Regions from separate parts of the Gossypium raimondii genome. Here region 1 is linked to region 2. The links are chromatin contacts, called in public Hi-C maps. All regions are on one chromosome and are shown on one strand. The core of a region is the stretch at or near the end of the contact, and the rest is flanking DNA. Distances in the headings are between cores, read along the strand shown. Region 1 holds the start of LOC105790886 (2-dehydro-3-deoxyphosphooctonate aldolase). Region 2 holds the start of LOC105790885.

Region 1 (2,989 bases), core at 92-2,591, 160 kb after region 2:
GATTCTCATCCCCTACAGAAATATCAACATGCGGGCCTTGGGCCCATATCCAACAACTTAGTCCAAATTAGTCAATTTGAAGCTCATTTTCTTAATTTAAGGTCCCAATAGTTCAAAATAATTTTGGATTCCGAATATCATATTTAAATATTATTTTCATCATAAAAGTATCGAGAATTGACCAAATTAACATTTTATGTCACCATTACCATTTTACCCTTTTTTGCATTTTCTAGCAATTTCTTCTGTAGATTTGATACTTGGACCGATTCAAGTTCATAAATCATACTAAATCTTTAATAGAATTCCATGAGTGATAAAGTTTTCACTTCTTGCACTTCTTTTTTTGTAAAATAGGAAAATTACAATTTAGTCCCTATACTTCTCAAATTTTACAATTTAGTCCCAAAAGTGATCTTCATAAAAATCACATTCCAATCCATTTCATGTCAAACAATCTATAATAATTAATATTTTTCATTTTAGATAATTTTGCATTTTAGTCCTCATACTTTTTAAAATTTACGATTTGGTACTTTTTGTCATATTTTCACCTTTACGACTCTTTTCAATAATCCCTTCTCCAATATCAATTTTCTTTCATAAAATTTCTTATCTAAGTCACTCCACAAATTTTCTTATAATTTCCTAGATAATTGAGCTCAAAATTATGTCATGTGTCATATAAAATTTTTACTGCGTTACATTCTCTAAAACCCGCATTGATTAAGAGAAGATATAATATTCTTTTCTTGTGGATGCAATAACCTTTAGGTATCATATTAATCGACAATTCATGGAAATTTGACATGCATCTAATGATAGTTGTTATAACCTTCTATAAATAACACATAACTATACCATATAATAAGATAAGATAAGATAAATACTTAAATAAAATAATGATTATTTAATATTTAAAAAAATATAATTAGTGCTATTCAATAAACTCAACAATTAAATATTTAAAAATAAGTGTTAAACATTTAATAATGAATTTAAGTTATAAGATTTATTTGACATATTACTTAAAATTAATTACTGAAATATAATTAAATTATTTGATAAATACATATTTTAAATTATAAAAAAACTTCTATATTTTATCTTTAATATTTAAATATTTCACCTTACTATAAATAAAAATTAAATCTTAAACATTAAATTTTTATAAAATAATATAATATCAAAATAAATAAAATAAAATAATTAATTAAAAATATCCTACATTAAATGATAAATAATTATTAAATCATAAATATTAATTTTCAATACATTTAAATTTTTCAATGAATTGTCATACTAGGCCATACTATATGATTTTCTAATTATTATTTATTAAAAAATTACTATTATCCGGAGAGGAGAGTTTTCTTAGTTAATGACTTCCCGTCGTTCTCAGCATATTTGATTCGACTGTGAGTTTCTCTTCTTTCTGTCCCCCCCTTCCACCCCCCCCCCCTTTTTTTTTTCTGGTAACTCTCTTTCTCTCTTTATAATTTAACGCTCTGCTTTTTTAACATTATTCTTTTTTTTAATGTTCATTTCGCAATATTTTAGATCTCGGAGTTTTCTTTTATTCTGATTTATGCCATTTCTTTCTTGATACTTATCTCTCTCAATTTATTAATTCAGTGGTGGAGTTTTTCTAAATAGTTAATTTTTTTTATACTCGGTAGTCGGGACTGATAACTGCAATTGCTGAAGTTTAGTATGGATTCCTCGGCTTCGCTGTTCAACAAGCTCAAGGTGATGGTTCCCACTTTATTATTCATTATTATTTTTTCTTTATAACCCGAGCTAGTAGTTTCTGTTCAATAATTATATGAATAAATGTTGAATCTCAGGGTGCGGATCCATTTTTCTTGTTAGCGGGACCCAATGTGATTGAATCTGAAGATCACATTCTAAGGATGGCTGGCTACATCAAGACTATCACTACCAAGCATGAATTTCTTTGTTCTTCGCCCCCCCCCCCCCGCCTTTTTTTTTTGGAATCACTTGTGCAAAACTACTTGAGATTGATCATAGTAGAACATGTACAAAGCTATTTTTTTTTTTTTTGATATCTGAATTATATCTGCGCTTTTTGTATTTTTGTAGACTTGGGTTGCCTTTGGTTTTCAAATCAAGCTTTGATAAAGCTAACCGAACATCATCAAAATCATTTCGGGGTCCTGGAATGGCTGAAGGCTTGAAGGTTCTTTTCTTTAGTTTCTTTACTTTCTTACATATCATGACTGCTTTCCTTACATTGCATGCTACATGGTTGCTTAACATGGATCTGTAGAGCTTTTTTTTTAATTTTTTTATTGAGCTTAGGACGTATTTCTACATATGGTAGAGTTTGGCTTTTCTTACTGTTCTTTACAATTCTGAAATTGCAAGTACATTGTCTAAGGTCAATTTAAAATTTGTGCAACTTTATCTTGGATATATTTACTTACATTAATATTTCAATTTATTTTTGGGTTGCAGATCCTTGAGAAAGTTAAAGTAGCATATGACATTCCTATTGTAACTGATGTCCATGAAACTATTCAGGTATGAGTAAACCTTCGAGGTCATCTATCTATACACAAACTTTATCATTTATTTTAAGTCTATGTTCATGTATTCATTTTGGAATTTTTGTGAATGTGATTTCTTTGGATTATGTCATTTCAAATGTATTTTGTTTAAAAAATCATCTATGCATCTGCTGATGTACTTTTTATATTACCATGCATTGCTTGTGCCATTGATGAGAAGTAATGTGGCCAATGCACTATCCTACTCTCTTAATAGGAAACCATAACTTTAGACTTAATGAGCAAGCACATATATGAATCATACATGCCATAACTTTAGACTTAATGAACAAGCACATATATGAATCATACGTTGTTTAAAGTAGTTGTGTGATGAAATCAAAATTTCCATACCAGATCATTACTAACAACACCTTTTAATGTTTTTGGTGTATGCTTTTTCATATTGTTAGTCTGGC
Region 2 (2,965 bases), core at 144-2,643:
TCCAGCTCAGCATTCCGAAAGAATCGCCCCCAGGTGCTGTCTGCATCAAGAATTATATATCGTTTCAGTAAAGATCAAGCAACGAAGATTTTTAAAAGAGAGGGGAGTATATTATGATGAAACAACATAAAGTTTCTCAAAGAAGAATATTCCTAACGTATTGGAGAGTTTAATGGAACATTTTCCATTGACAAAGACGAGTTCCAAGTCCTGGCTTCAAAACCAACCAACCAATCAACCAGGATGGGGTCGAAAAGGAGGCAAAGAGATTTACCTCCTATTTGTGGAACTGAAACGAACATTGGACCCATAAACACTTTCTACATAAGTTCAACGTGAATCAAGATAATATAGCGAGGTAAACATAGCAGTACTTATTAAAACAAAAACTGATGAATCAACAATACATATAGGTAACCAATATAATGAAGAAAAATAATAAGAACCATTGGCAATTACCTGGGTTTTGAGAGAGTGGATTGTCCATGACAAGATCAGGGGATTTACTTCTTCCATCCTTTGGAACATGTGGATCCACTAGCAGCCACCTTCTCAACCCAGCATATCTAAATTACAATAAAACCAGAGATTTGAGGCCATAACTGTTGGTTTTAACTCCAAGAAAAATGAAAAACGAAAAAAAAAAAACAACTCAATTGCAATTTAATGAGCAAAATTTAGAACTACTTTGAACAAGAAAAAAAAGTTATAGGAATAGGAAAAAAGAAAGACAGTTGTCTTCTCTCTTTTTGGGGGGTAAATTTTAACCTAGAATCAGCTAGAGTGTTGTACAAAAAAATCAAAATAGGAGTTAAAAAGAAGTTCCGGATTTGAAATTAAATAATAATAATAAATCTGGTAATCTTTACAAGGAAAGAAAACCAAAAATACATCAAATACTAGAATTTTTATCAAGGAAAAAAAATCACCTTCGGCGAGAATCAGCAGTTACCCTGCGAAGATCATCAACTGAAGAAGAAGAAGGCAAAATACCGAGACTAATACGCCATCGGACGCTTCTCAGAGAAGCAAAGCTACCCGAAACAACAGGGGACGACGAAGGCGCTTCTTCCTTTACAATCTCTTTGCTCATGTTCTTTTTCGTAAACAACCCAAAGTTCCCAAACACTTGACTTTATAAATGACTTTTTTTTTCCTTCTAAGAAACGAAACAAAAAAATAATCTAATAAAAAACACAAAAGAGAATAGAGTTACGTTTGGGATTCGATCTAAAATTATTGGCAGAAGCAAGAAAGAGAGAGAAAGGGGAGGAGTTGTTGTGTTTATCTTTTACCAAAATTCCTAGCTTCCATTTTCTTTCTCTCTCTCTCTCTCTCCCTTTTTCTTGATAAATGGTTGAAAAACAAAATACAGAAATTTAATAGGAAATTACAACTTCCTTTTTACTTTTCTACTTGTCTGCAAGCACAAAAAACCAAAAGAAAAAACCTCTCATTCTATTTATTAATACTATAAAACTAACAGCAGCCACCATATCTGCATAAGCTATTATGTTGACCTGTTTTTTTCATTTTATATTATCATTTAAGTTAACATATATAAATAATTCATGTTATATAAATTTTAAATATTTATATCTATACTATTTATTTATAAGTTTCGAGTTGGGTACATCACCCATCAATCAAGTTTAGGTGTTTTTAGATGGACGGTACATTTATCTGTAATTAATGTAAAATAGTAATGGCAGTAATATTAGATGTTGTAGTAATATTATATCGTAAGACAAAAAGAAAGTTAAATACACCACACTAGAATAAAACGCTAATCTAAGAAGGAAAATTATTTTAATATTTTTTACTTAAAATAATTTATGTTATTTGAGGATTTTTAATTTTTTAATTTTAAAAATTAATAAAAATACACATCTGAGGATTTGAATTCAAGTAAGTTGGATTAGCAAAACCTAAAATTTACAACTCAACTAAAGTTTTCTTTTAATAGTTTCATTCATTTGAATTTTATTACGCATATTTTATTACCTCAATCAATTGTATATATTATATTAATAATATTGTTGATTAAAATGATGTCACAAATTAACTCGACACCAACTTAGAATTGATGACAACACATTGATAAATAATTGTATTCATTTATTAATCTTAATATAATGTATTCATGTGTTTAAATAAATTTTGTTTTACTTACAATTTAATTTATTTTTATTTTAATATCGTATATATTTCATGTGTTATTCTTAATTAGTCTCAAATCATACATTTCATTGTTTATTGTATGGTATTTTTAAACACATGTATGCATTCTAAATACGTGGTTTTCACATGTATATGTACAAGGATGGATCTTGGGGGCAGTCGCCCCCTTGGAATTTTCATATTTTTTAATTTTACATTTAAATTATCATGTATTTTAATTTGGTATCCACATTGTATAACATTCGCCCCCTAAAGCCATAAGGTTATATTTTATATTAACAAAGTATTTTTCAGTTTTTAATTATATAACTTTAATAATAATAATTAAACATTAATGTATGATGGGCCTTAAAAGACTAAATTTAGAAGCTCAATATGGGCTTTAAAGTCAAATTACAGAATTAATTGATTTGGCCCATACCCATACAAATTAGGTTAATGACTTTTTTGCATTTCGATTTGTATGTCTTGCTAAGAAATTATCTTCCTCTGGTAAGGTGTCGACACTATCAAGAGAAAAAGAAAAAAATTTGATGCCGAGACTGAGAGCACAAAGTAAAAAATATATACAAATTATCTTCCTCTCGGCTCCTTACGCAAAAGAACTCTTATTAGGAAATGTGTTCATAATGTAGTAAACATGTAATTGTTTTCTATTTATTTGAACGATGAATAAATAAATTTCACATTTCACTGTTTTGTCTTTTATATTTCTTTCTTTCATATTTTGTATGCATAGCGAAATTGTAACAATAAAATATTAGCTCATTGATTGTCTAAATTT

Evidence for each region. A called contact is a pair of places that touch in the nucleus more often than the background predicts.
Region 1: a Hi-C map of leaf shows a contact between it and region 2, with 4 times the contacts expected there. The contact joins the promoter of LOC105790886 here to the promoter of LOC105790885 in region 2. A contact is called at or near these places in 2 of 2 Hi-C or Micro-C datasets (both in leaf).

Annotation. Positions count from the first base shown.
Region 1 is chr8:14,791,683-14,794,671 of ASM2569854v1, forward strand. LOC105790886 (2-dehydro-3-deoxyphosphooctonate aldolase) reads left to right here and starts at 1,342. Exons shown (of 15, transcript XM_012618691.2): 1 at 1,342-1,418; 2 at 1,680-1,749; 3 at 1,848-1,945; 4 at 2,104-2,200; 5 at 2,479-2,544. The coding sequence starts at 1,714.
Region 2 is chr8:14,634,739-14,637,703 of ASM2569854v1, forward strand. LOC105790885 reads right to left here and starts at 1,394. Exons shown (of 6, transcript XM_052634526.1): 1 at 930-1,394; 2 at 460-566; 3 at 158-289; 4 at 1-40. The coding sequence starts at 1,093.